Regions from separate parts of the Sus scrofa genome. Here region 2 is linked to region 1. A link is a contact called in public Hi-C data. All regions are on one chromosome and are shown on one strand. The core of a region is the stretch at or near the end of the contact, and the rest is flanking DNA. Distances in the headings are between cores, read along the strand shown.

What was found. A called contact is a pair of places that touch in the nucleus more often than the background predicts.
Region 2: a contact with region 1 is called in a Hi-C map of subcutaneous adipose tissue, with 10 times the contacts expected there. The contact joins the enhancer-like site here to the promoter of HMGB2 in region 1. A contact is called at or near these places in 4 of 47 Hi-C or Micro-C datasets (mesenteric adipose tissue, omental adipose tissue, retroperitoneal adipose tissue and 1 more).

What each region holds. Positions count from the first base shown.
Region 1 is chr14:16,705,852-16,712,136 of Sscrofa11.1, reverse strand. It overlaps HMGB2 (high mobility group box 2), which reads right to left and starts at 2,086. Exons shown (of 5, transcript NM_214063.1): 1 at 1,975-2,086; 2 at 1,470-1,650; 3 at 1,215-1,360; 4 at 961-1,135; 5 at 1-393. The coding sequence starts at 1,619. The coding sequence ends at 232. LOC106507243 (a long non-coding RNA gene) reads left to right here and starts at 2,708. Exons shown (of 4, transcript XR_001303102.2): 1 at 2,708-3,274.
Region 2 is chr14:40,656,714-40,663,661 of Sscrofa11.1, reverse strand. ACADS (acyl-CoA dehydrogenase, C-2 to C-3 short chain) reads right to left here. Exons shown (of 10, transcript NM_213898.1): 10 at 6,748-6,948. Among named protein-coding and RNA genes, the nearest start is that of ACADS, 17 kb to the right of the region's middle. Within about 2 kb of position 5,536, at least 17 of the 83 cell types and tissues checked have an H3K27ac peak or open chromatin away from gene starts, as enhancers often do. A contact at or near this core is called in omental adipose tissue, retroperitoneal adipose tissue and subcutaneous adipose tissue, where this site is marked.

The DNA of each region.
Region 1 (6,285 bases), core at 837-3,336:
TTCAACATCAGAAGCTTTAAAATCTAACTGTATGTAGTAGCCCCTCAAAAAGCTGCAACCTGCACTTTTAAAAAAAGTATTTTCTCTACAAAGAATCTTATTAGCTATACAAAAATCTGTACAGTTTTTATACTGAAGCTAATATTGAGCTGCACTTGAATTCACATTCTTAGCAAAATAATTGCCTGAGCACACACACACACTCCACACACAACATTACAGGATAGCCATTTATTCCTCATCTTCATCTTCTTCCTCCTCGTCTTCATCTTCTTCCTCCTCTTCCTCTTCCTCCTCATCTTCTGGTTCACTCTTCTTCTTAGAGCCTGTTGGCCTGCCAGGGCCCTTCTTTCCTGCTTCACCCTTACCCTTGGCACGGTATGCAGCAATATCCTGAAATATTGTCAAAAAAAAAAAAATGCAATAAAATCAGCATCCGGTATCATTACTCAACCGTGAAAACCACTAAGTTGTAAACAATCTAAGATCATTGACCAATAACCCTGATGACTGTCTAAAATTTGATTTTGAGAGCATTCCCTCTGGGCCTTAGAAAGCTAATGATGTAAAATAATGGGGGTGTATTACACTGATATCAGTACTTTCACTACCCTTACCTGTTTACCTCACACAGCCAGCTCCTTCCCTAACTTCTCTTTTTAGATACATCCACATAAAACAATACTTTTGTTTGGTCCTCCACACTCTTAACTACATACCTATACTACAAGTGGAGTCTTGAATGCAGCAATCTACCAGTGCTACAAACATTGGTTTCAGTCCAAAAAGAAAGGTTTCAGTTAGTTTATGCTGCTTAAGCATACAATTCTCATTAGACCTTTTCAAAACAAAGCTGATAACCAAACTATGTGTGTACAGTTTCTACCTATTTCTATCATACTCATTTAGAAAATACCTACTTTATTTCAAACTTGCCTGGAAAAAATTAAGACAACATACCTTTTCATATTTTTCCTTTAGCTTAGCTGCTTTCTGTTCATACGGTTGTTTATCTTTGGCTGACTGCTCAGACCACATTTCACCCAATTTCTTTGCAGTATCCCCAATGGATAAGCCAGGGTGTTCACTTTTGATCTTTGGGCGATGTTCAGAGCAAAACAGGAAGAAGGCAGATCTAAAAGGAAGGAACAGAGGTTTAATACACTGAATGAAAGAGCAAGGGAGTAATTCTGTCGGTTTTAAAATAAACTCACGGAGGCCTTTTGGGAGCATTGGGATCTTTTTTCTTGCCCTTCTTGTCACCCTTGGGAGGGACGTAATTTTTCATCTCCCGGTCATAGCGAGCTTTGTCACTTTTTGCCATATCTTCAAACTTGGACTTTTCCTTGGCAGACATAGTCTGTGGGCATGAAAAGGGCAGGAAAAACACACGACTATAAACACCGAAGCGAGTCACCGCCACCTGCCCGTGCACGGAGCCCGGGAGCCGGGTGGGGGCCCGCGCCCACCTTCCATCGCTCGGAGCACTTCTTGGAGAACTCGGCGAAGTTGACCGAGGAATCGGGGTGTTTCTTCTTGTGCTCCTCCCGGCAGGTCTGCACGAAGAAGGCGTACGAGGACATCTTGCCCCGCGGCTTGTTGGGGTCGCCCTTCCCCATGGTGCTGCGGCGCCGGCGACGACGCGTCCACCTGGCGGGAGAGCGCGGCCGGGCGCTGGCGGGAGGCCGGGCGGGGCAGCTTCCCGCCCAAAGGCCCCCCGCCCCTCGGCCCGGGCCGCGACGCCCCGCGAGGCCCCTCCGCCCTGACAGGAAAGCTCTGGCTTCCACGCCGCGAGCCCCATTCCCACCTGCCGCCTCGGACCCCGCGTTCAAAACACGCCCGAACGGGCGGCCGGGCTTCCCGCCTCCACAGCGCGGCCCTCCGGACCGCACCCAGATCCCGCCCGCGGGGCCAGCCCCGACAGCTGCGGCGTCCGGGCCGTCCGGGAGGGAAGGGGGACGGCCGGCCACTCACCGGGGCCCGGAGGGGTCTCTTGCCTGGTGGTAGCTTCTCCTCAGGCTCCCGCGCAGCGGCCGGGTCCGACCGCGACGCTGCCTACCTGCGGCTCCGGCGTGAACTGGTTTGTCGCTAACGCAATCCTCCGCCTCTTGTTTTGCAGACTGCTCCGCGCCACGGCAACTTGACGAGCCGGTCCGCAGGCCACGCCCCCGACGCTCCGATTGGCTCTGGGGATTATTCAAACTCCAGGAGGCCCCGCCCCCTAGCCCCGGCGGCCTCCGATTGGTCGACGTGTCGCCAGGCCCGTCCCCACGGCCGCAGCCTAGCAGGTTCGGTGGGTCGCCCGGGTCGTTAACTCCCAGACCCGTTAGAACCGGTCGGGGGAGGAATGTGCTGCCCGATCCTGATTGGCGGCCGGAAAAGGGTTTGAAAAATGGCGGGCCTGGCGCTGACTGGCTGTGGCAGGAGGCGGGGGGCGTGGTTGGCCCGCCGGGGAAGCCCCGCCAGATTTAAAAATACTGAGTCTCAAAGCGCGGGGTCTACTCTACCCAGCCGGCACCGCTCGGTTGGCTGACGCTGAGGTAGCCGGGGAGGTGCGTCCCGTCGGTCCCCCGCCCCAGAGCGGCCGCAGTCCCGGCTCCCGGAGTGGTGGTCCCTGCCCCGTCCAGAGAATAACATGGGGAGGCCGAGGAGCCTGCGCTGCGGCGGACGACCAGCCCCGCCGGCGGTCGCTGAGGCTGGGGTAGGACCGGAGGAAGACAGGTGGCGAGACCCTGGGAGGGGTGGGGGAGCCGTTCCCGCCCCCACGGGGGCCAATCGCCCGTGGAGTCCACACTTGGCCCCTCATTCCCCACTTTGTCTCGGCGTCTAGCCGGGGGTGAGCAGGGCGGGGCCGGGAGGGGTGGGAAGCATCCCCCTGGCTCCACCCCTCCATCCGGGCCGGATCCTGGGCGGTGACCCTCGGGCTGGGCTATCCCTCCCATCCCCACCCGGTTGCTGCCCCGACTCCGATCCCTGCGACATCCTCCATTCCTCGCCGCCTTAGGCCGTTTCGCTGTCCCCGCGATGGTCACTGTTTTGTCTCTGCCACGCGGTCGTTTTTAAAACCTTTTCCGTGTCGGAGATCCCTCGGAGACACCCGGGAAGGCCTTGAAAGCTGCCCGCCCTCTGAAGCATTTACGCGCCAAACTGCGGCCGCGGCGCTTCACAGACTCCTCCCCGCCCAGGTTAAGAACCTTCCTTTCTGCGTCTGGTGAGAGCGCGGCCCAGCGACCTTAACTTTTCGCTTCAAAGCTCACAAGCCGCCTTTCCCGGGGTAGGACCATGGTGACTGACATGCTATCTCTGTGTTGCATTTAGTTTTGAGGGTTATTTTTTCTGTTGGCCCGTTTGTTAAGAAACAGTTGGTTTCAACAGATTTTAAATATTCTCTCTTTCCTCCGTAAATTCACTGGCATTTGTTAAACTGTGTGCTCCTATTTGGTTTGTATACAGTCCTCATGCTCAGCAGAACCTCAGTTCCAGCAGCTGTTTATCTAGATTTACTGATAAAAACTAGGTTTTTGAAAACGGAAATGGATGTTAGTTGCACGACGTGGTGCGTGTACCTAATACCACTGAATTTAAAAGTAAATTGGAAAATAATGCGTTAGTGATCTCTATTGCTATTTGAATAATATGGTATGGTTTATTTTTTCAACTTGGATTTCTCTGTGCTTTTATAGCACAATTGTAACTGATTTTATATGAGAATAGGGTCAATGCACATGTAATTAGATAAGGTGAGATCATACCTGGGTGAGCCCCTAATCCAATATGATTGATTTCCTCGTAAAAACTGTGGGTTTGGCCACAGAGACAGACATGATATGAAAAGACAAGGGGAGAAGATGGCCATCTACCAGCTAGGGAGAAAGGCCTGGAATAGATCCTTCTCTTAACAACCTACAGAAGGAGCCAACCCCTCTGATACCAATTTCCATTCTTTATCTCATCACAGCAGAGAACAGGAAGACATTTCTATAATCTACTTTTATCCTCCATTCCAAGACTTCATTTTCCTTCCGTACTTCCCTAAAAGTAACATTGACATGTACAATGAAGTCATAAATGAAATTTCATATGTTCTAAAATAAATTTTCCAAATTTACTTTTTTTAGAATACAGCATCTTCTTAAAAGACGATACAGAGAAAAGAATTTGTGCTTTTCATTAAAAAAAATGTGTGAATTAAAATACAAGGGCTGAGATTTTGAATAATACACATAACATCTCTAGGCTTTCTATTGATTTAAAATGATGTTTGTGGATAATCTCTAAGTTGTATGATTCTGTAACTGTGAATATGTGATCATGATGTGAAGAAATATCTTAATTTTTGCAGTTGTTAGGTGGTCAAAAGATTATAATTAAAATTTAAATGATAAATAACTTGTTTCTAGGAATTCCTTTGGTTATAAGCACCAGTAAGTGTGAGCCTAATTATTTCAGAACAGTATTTGATGTAATAAACTCAAATTTAATAAACTACATAGAATAAAACTTACATTATATATTATTGCTCAGTCATTAGTTTTCTAGTAAAATGATCTCACCAGGGGTTTTCCCCCTAGATGATACAAGTATATCACTTTATTTGCCAAACTTTGCCTGAGTTCAGCATCTCACAAAACATAACAACATAAATATTTAGGAATAAATGTGAGCTAAGATCAAAGCTGTTTCCAAAATAGGTTGCCTATCCTATAAGTATAAAAAGCTTTTCTGTTGGTAAGCTGGAATTTATCTACAGCAATGTCAACCTGGCAGAATTGTTTAGAAATGATCTGGGTTCTGCTACCATTTGTTCAGTCATTTATCCTAAAAAATTTGTGTTTTTCATAATCTAATCAAGTCAGACTGGGAAAATCTCAAAGGAAAGAAAATATAGTTTTGTAACCGCCCCTCACGTATACAAAGCAGTAAATAAGTTCTCAATCAGTATTACTATTTATTGATTAACTCATATAGTTAGCAAAAATCAAGTATGCTTTTCATAAGGTAAGTTGTATATAAAATAATTATTCTCTTACGTTGCATAGTTAATGTAAAAAACTGAACACCATTAATTACTCTGCACACATCTTAGTTTCTGAAAGATGAATCTTATATTGGAGTTTAATATTTTCAAGTTGTTTTAAAGGTAGTGAGAGAAGGGTAAGCATCTAAAGTGTTGTCACATGGGCACATCCACTTGTGAGGAGACCACTGGTTCTGAGGCTTAACTGTACTCTCTTCAGAGAGTCAACTTAGTGGTGTAGCTCAACAGTGAATTTTTGAAGAAATGAAAATGCATGTTAAGAAAAAACAAAAACCTCTTGTTCTATTGCTAGCATTTTCAATGAAAAATGATACTACTGTTATGTACTGTTATTATTTTTTGTCTTTTTAGGGCCGCACCTGAGACATATGGAAGTTCCCAAGTAAGGGGTCGAACTGGGGAGTTGCAGCTGCTGGCCTACACCACAGCCACAGCAACGCCAGACCCTAAACCCACTGAGTGGGGCCAGGGATTGAACCCACGTCCTCATGGACACTAGTTGGGTTCATTACTGCTGAGCCACAATGGGAACTCCAAAAAATCACTTATTTTTGTGAATCATTATGAATTAGATGTCCACCGGAAGAAACACAAATGAATCTTCCACAGTCTTTCAGGGTTAAGGAGACAGAGACCACCAAGACTTCAGTCAAAAGCCCACATGACAATGTCTGAGGAACAGAAGTGAGCCAGATGTGAACTGGGCCTTATTAAGACTTTACAACACATCCTGGATATGTACCAGCTCAGTCCCTCATGGACTAAGATAATCAACCCTTTATCCTTCTACCTATTAGAGGGGTTTGTTCTGCCTAATACAGGAAAGATCATCTGGAACACATCCTAGTAATAAAAAATGTGAAAATTTAAGACAGAAATGTCTTAGGAACCAGAGGAAAAAGACAGTAGATTTTAAAAAGCAACAATAATTCTGAATGCTGACTTTTCAACAGAACTATGAAATCCAGAAGACCATAAAATGACATCTTTAAATTACTAAAGGAAAAAGAAGACTACTCACTTCAAGTTCTATATCCAGGGAAAAAGCTTTCAAGAATTAAGGCAAAATAAAGACGTTTTCAGACAAAATAAGCTGAGAATTTATTGCCTGCAGTCCTCCTTAAGGAAAATGATCCTAAATCCTCAGGAGGAGGAAAAGAACACAGGCAAGAGAAATTATGTAAATTTTTAAAGTATTATTTGTTTAAAACAAAGTGTCATGTGGGTTTTTATAACACAAGGAAGTA
Region 2 (6,948 bases), core at 4,287-6,786, about 24 Mb before region 1:
ACCCCACAATGTTGAGTGCAAAAAGTTAGACTCAAAGATTTCATACTGTATTGTTACAATTCTGGGAAGGTCAAATGCAGGTAAAGTTCATCTTTGGTATTTAAATTAGATTTTGGTGGTGGTGGTGGTGGTGTTTAGATGAAATGGTTTTCATTTTGAGACCAACCAAATGTATTAAGTGTAAAAATCCTTTAATAAACAAACCATAGGGAGTTCCTGTCGTGGCTCAGTGGTTAACGAACCCAACTAGGATCCATGGAGACGTGGGTTTGATCCCTGGCCTTGGTCAGTGGGTTAAGGATCCGGCGTTGCCATAAACTGTGCTGTAGGTCACAGATGCAGCTCGGATCTGACATTGCTGTGGCTGTGGTGTAGGCTGGGAGCTGTAGCTCTGATTAGACCCCTAGCCTGGGAACCTCCATATGCCATGGATGTGGCCCTAAAAAGACCAAAAAAAAAAAAAAAAGATAGTGGACTAGAAGGATTGGGTATACAACCAAAAGAACTGAAAACAGGGAGCCACAATGGAATATTATATAGCCCTAAAGAGAGGGCAATTCTGACAAACACCACAACATGAATGAACCTTGAGGACATTATGCTGAGTGAAATAAGCCATCACAAAAAGACAAATATTGTATGATCCCACTTACATCAGGTTCCCAAAGTAATCCAATTCATAGGGACAGAAAGAATGGTGGCTGCCAGGGGCTGGGAGAGGGAGGAATGGAAAGTTATCATTAAATGGATACAAAGTTTTGGTTTGGGAAGAAGAAAAAGTTTTGGGGATGGATGGTGGAGATGGTTGCCCAACAACATGAATATACTTAATGCCACTGAACTGTACACTTAAAAATGGTTAGAATGGTAAATTTCATATTATGTATATTTTACCACAACTTTAAAAAATTTCAAAAAAGGGAGTTCCCACTGCGGCTCTGTAGAATCGAATCTGACTAGTATCCATGAGGACACAGTTTTGATCTCTGGCCTTGCTCAGTAGATTAAGGATCTGGCATTGCCACGAGCTGCAGTGTAGGTCGCAGACAAGGCTTGGATCTGGCCTTGCTGCGGCTCTGGCATAGGCCGACAGCTACAGCTCCGATTTGACCCCTAGCCTGGGAACCTCCATATGCCATGGGTGTGGCCCTAAAAAGACAATTAATTAATTAATTAAAGGCATATGTGTAGACAAGCTGGCTGTTGCATGAGCAATCTCTCCTCTGTCTAGTGCTGAGCAACTCTTGGGGGGGGTGTATGTGTTTTTATGTGGGGGGCAGGAATCTTTCTAAGGAGGGATACAGAAATGTCACTTGGTGTAAAGACCACAAATATAAAGAATATTCATCTCATTTGTGGGGAAAAAATACATAACTGAGATATTCATGGATGCACAGGAAAAGGTCTGGAAAGATGTACACCACAGCCACAGCAACGTGGGATCCAAGCTGCATCTGTGACCTACGCCACAGCTCATAGCAATGCCAGATCCTTAACCCACTGAGTGGGGCCAGGGATGGAACCTGCATCCTCATGGATACTAGTCCCATTCATTATCATTGAGCCATAATGGGAACTCCTGCACCATGGTTTATAACAGAGGAAAACTGAAGACTACCTAAATATAGTGAATTAATACAGTGGGACCACACAGCAATCAAAATCAAAGAACTAGAGCTATGTGTATCAACGTGGAAAAAAGAATCTATAAAAAGTTTGGTTTTTATATAAAATGATGGGGGGCCATGAAACAAGTATCAATGAATTTCAAAGAATTTAAATAATGCAGAAAATGTTCTGAGACCACAATGCAATTAACATAAAATCAGTAGCGGAGTTCCCATCGTGGCTCAGTGGTTATCGTTGCCGTGAGCTGTGGTATAGACTTGGCTCGGATCCCATGTTGCTGTAGCTGTGGCGTAGGCCAGCAGCTGAAGCTCTGATTAGACCCCTAGCCTGGGAACCTCCATATGCTGCAGATGCAGCCCTAGAAAAAGACAAAAAAAAATTATTCCCTTTTGGTCTTTAATCCCCTAATGGAATTTTCAAACTAAGTAATTTAATATCCTACTCTATCCTTATCAATACTGTCCATACTGGCCAAGGTCCTTTGTGTGCACTCCAAGGCTTCCAGAAGTTCTCATGGGTGGTGGTGGGGGATCTCCCTCTCCTGTGGCCGGAGAGTCAACCACCTGCTCCACTGTGCCAGGGAGCAGGGCTCCCCTAGCTGACGCTTCTCTGGCTCAGAGCTGAATGCTGACCTCTGCCCCGGATCCCCTTGAACCTGAAATGTTCGAGTACGTTGCAGACGTCAGATTGCTTTGTACCCAGCGTATACTTCCTAAGAAGAGGGACAGTCACAGTCATTCACTTAGACAACAGCGGGACAATTATCAAAGTTGGGAAGCGTAACCATGGCAGGGTCTGCAAACCCACCTCAGTTATGATTTGCCCGACCTCTCAGTGTCCTTCATGGCAGTTTCTTTAAGGCCTGGGATCACCTGTTGCATTTAGCTAAGAGGTCCCTCATTTCTTTCATTCTAGGACAGTTTCTCAGACTGAATTTGTTTTTCAGGACATTGGTGTTTTTGAAATGTCCAGACTGGTTAATTTTGGTTTTTGTATTTTTTTTTGTTTTTTGTGGGTTCTTTTCTGTTTGTTTGAGGGACCCAGGCTAGGGGTCAAATTGGAGCTGCAGCTGCCGGCCTACACCACTGCCAGAGCAATGCCACAGCCAGAGCAATGCCAGATCTTAGCCACATCTATGACCTATATCACAGCTCATGGCAACGCCAGATCCTTAACCCACTGAGCAAGGCCAGGGATCGAACCTGCGTCCTCATGGATCCTAGTCAGATTAGTTAACTGCTGAGCCACGACGGGAACTCCTCCTGACTTTATTAGTGCTTTATCTTTTTTTTTAATTAAGCTGAGGTTTATCAATTATTTTCATCTTCCTAAAGCATCCGTTTTTAGCTTTACTAACGTTTAGCCTTGTGGACTTTTTGGTTTGTTTGTTGTTTGTTTTTACAGCCACTCTTGTGGCATGTGGAAGTTCCCAGGCTAGGGGTCGAATTGGAATTGCAGCTGTTGGTCTACACCACAGCCACAGCAATACTGGATCCTTTACCCACCAAGTGAGGCCAGGGATCGAACCAGCATCCTCACAGAGACAATGTCAGGTCCTCAACCCACTGAGCTACGACGGGAACTCCCAGCATTGTGGTTTTTAAATTAATTTGATAATTTCTTTCTACTTTTAGGGGGGATTTAATTTGCCTCCCCCCAACCTCAACTTCCTGGTTGATTGCTTTTTTTTTTCCAGTCTTTGTAAGAAATGAGTTTAAAGCTATGCACTCTTCTCTAAGCATGGTTTTAGCTTCATTTCATAAATTTCAATACTTTGTATTTTTATTATCACTCAATTTTCTGTGTTCCATTATGCCTTCTCCTTTGACTTAGTGATTTCAAAGAGTATTATTTTAACATGTGGTTTCCTCAGTGTTTTCTTACTATGGATTTTTTTTTTAATTGTGGTAAAATACACATAAAATTTACAGTTTAACCATTTTTCTAAAACAAAATGTGCAATTCAGTGGCATTTAGTACATGTACAGAGTTGTGCAACCCTTACCACTATCTGGTTACTGAACATTTCGTTGCCCCTGAAGCAAACTCCTCATCCATTGCTGCTGATTTTTTTTTTTTTTTTTTTTTGTCTTTTTGTCTTTTCTAGGGCCACACCTGCAGCATATGGAGGTTCTCAGGCTAGGGGTCTAATCTAAGCTGTAGTTGCTGGCCTACGCCACAGCCACGCCAGATCCTTAACCCACTGAGCAAGGCCAGGGATCAAACCTGCAACCTCATGATTCTTAGTCGGATTTGTTTCCACTGCGCCATGATGGGAACTCCCAAAAGGGAATTTTGAGGGAGTCTGGGAGACCGTTGTTAAGCTCATGACCACTCAAAAAGAGTCCAATAACTTAGCAACTACCCGCACTATCTTGAAGGAAGACCAGGTGCATCTAAGCACCAGACATACTCAAGCCACAGACCCCGTTAGAACACAACACAATAAACATGGGGTCTGACTCTTGTTACATGAAGGGAGTTATGTAAGAATAACATGAAGAATAACATTTTTGCATGCGGCCAGATCAGAAATATTGTTGAAAGGGGAAAAAAAACTAAGTAAAAGGGCCCACTGGAAAAGGGAAAGCTGAGATGAATATACCATATACCATATTTTAGTATATGTTACCACCATTTGCCAATATACATATGATTTAAAGAGCACCATGACAGTCCTGATTAAATCAGAGTCAAAAGAGGAAGTAACGATGTGAGCCTTATTTCTACCTAAAAATGAGGAAAAAGGTGGTCTTCTCCCCTCCCCACTTTTTCTTTATTAAAATGTAGCTCTCTTTGTTCTTGAGACAGCTGCATCCCCTGGCCAGCCTGCTTGTATTTCTCACAAGCATCCTATACTAATAAACTCACTCTTTGCCTGCTGCTTTGCCTCACGCTGAATTCCTTCTGTGAAGAATCAAAAGAACCTGAGCTTCAGTAAGTCCTGACACCAGGTGAATGATTTCAATTAAACGACAGTTGGTTCAACAAATCTAACATCCATGTGGACACAGGTTCGATCCCTGGCCTTGCTCAGTGGGTTAAAGATCTGGCATTGCCATGGGCTGTGGTGTAGGTTGCAGACATGGCTTGGATCCTGTGTTGCTGTGGTTATGGTGTAGGCTGGCAGCTACAGCTCTGATTCAACCCCTAGCCTGGGAACTTCCATATGCCACAGGTGTGGCCCTAAAAAAATTAAAAAAAAAAAACATTTGGTTCGAGCCCCCTCCTAAGTTAGGGATCATGGGTTCAAGTCCAAATCTGAGGTGCGGATGGGTTCGAGTCCCGGTATGAATTCTGGCTGAGTCCCAGGCCCACCCCAGGAGTGTGGCCCTCTGGGGTCCTGAGGCCAAGGCTCTTCCCAGCCCCACCTGAGAAGTAGATGCCCAGCTGTGACCACCACTTGGAAAACTGACCTATTCTTTGGCTTGGACTGACTTGGCCACCCCAGCACTTTGCCCTGGAGGAGCTCCACCCAGCTGCCTGGCCCTTTGAGGCCTGGATGCTTTTCAGCAGGTAGGCCTAACACCAGCCAGGAGGGGCCAGAGTCCTGAGCAGGAGAGCTGGGTTCAGGCTGGGCTCCCTCTGTTCCCCTCTGAGCCTCAAGCCCCTCCCCAACTGCCTGTAAGAAAAGCCCAAAGACCACTTCAATCACGCGCCCATCCCCTCACCCTCACCTGGGCCAGGAGCCAGGACCCCCTCGCTGGAGACGTCCTGGGGCCGTGGAGCCCCTCTTCCTGTTCGTGGGGTCAGTGACTCAGGGAGAGACCCTCCTTCACCAGCCTCCCAGGCGGGATGGTTCAACCTTGGCTGCTCCCCGCACCTCCGGCTCGCAGCCGAGCCCAGGGCCTCACAGAAGTGCGAGCTTGGTGCTTACCTGGACGCGCAGGTCACCAGGGCGGCAGGAAAGGGTTTCTCCAGCCTCCACCGTTCCCTGCGTCTGGTTAGCGGGATCCTTGCTGCCCCTCACCGCCCAGCCGCGCGCGCTGTGAGGGAACCGGGTCCTCAGCTTTCTGCTGGGAGGGGCCAGATCCTCCAGCCTCGGAGACCCCGCACACCCCGGCCAGGTGCCCCGCCCAGCCCCACAACAGCGGGCGGCCCTCGGAGACTCCTGGGAAATCCTTTCCCGGCGAGAGCCCGCGTGGTTGGAGATGGTGGCTCCAAGTGGGTCGTGTTCCCGGTCTCTTTTCCCTTCCGAGACGTCAGACCAATCAGCTTCCCAGCTCTTCCTGCCCTGCGGAGGGCGGCCCCCACCTCTTTTGAAACTCTTTGCTCTTTCCCCTCTGTTTCGTTTTCTCTTCCAGCAGCTCTGCTCCCTACACTGGGCCACAGTGGTTAAAAGTGGGGAAAGGCACCTGGGCCCCAAGCCAACCCCAATGCACCAGGACTGAGACCAAGTCCACCTAAAATCCAGTTCCCTTGATGCCTGCGTTTATGATGAACCTCCCTCTCCAAAACTTTATTCCTTTCTTGTCTCCTCTGACCTCAATCCTGTGCTAAATGAACACTAATAAACCAGTCAGATGACTGAAATCGCTATTGTCAATAACATCGTTAATGTGCTAAAATTGCTATCATAGATGCCATTAATGTACAAACTCAAGTTGTTTCTTTGGGGCAAAATGTGTCACTGACCCCCAAGCCATGAACCACCTGAATGGAGAATTGTAATGCAGAGACATCCTGTCTCCGGATAAAGAAATGTCACAAGATAAGGATTAATCCCAGCCTCTTTGTTCTTCCCCTTAAAAAAACAAAACAAACAAAAAACCCACCTCACAGACAGAGTTCCTGCTCTGGTGCAGTGGGTTAAGAACCTAACTGCAGTGGCTCACATTGCTGCAGGGAAGTGGTGTGTGTGGCGGGCGGGGGCGGGGGGGGGGGGAGAGTTTGATCCCCAGGCCGGCTCAGCGGGTTGAAGAATCCAGCATTGCTGCATCTGCGGCTTGGATTCAATCCCTGACCTCAGAACATTCCATATGTTGTGGTTGTGGCCACACACGACTCTCATACACACACACTCACACACACACTCACCCAGGGTGGAGCTTGTAGGACAGCAAATTAAAGGCCCATCTTTCCCTGCCCCAATGGCACCCAAGCAAGGATGTGACAATTAGGGACAGGTATGCTTTATTACTTAGTTCCCACATGTGACTGGCCCCAATCACTTATTTACACCTGACAAAAAAAGGTTAAAGGGGCGCAGGGCAGGGCAGCTTCCACAATGATCCAACCCCAAGACTGCCAGAGGCCTGAGAACACAATTTCTGCTGCTTTGAAGCCTGGTCATTCTGGCCCCCAAACTACTCCTCCCGA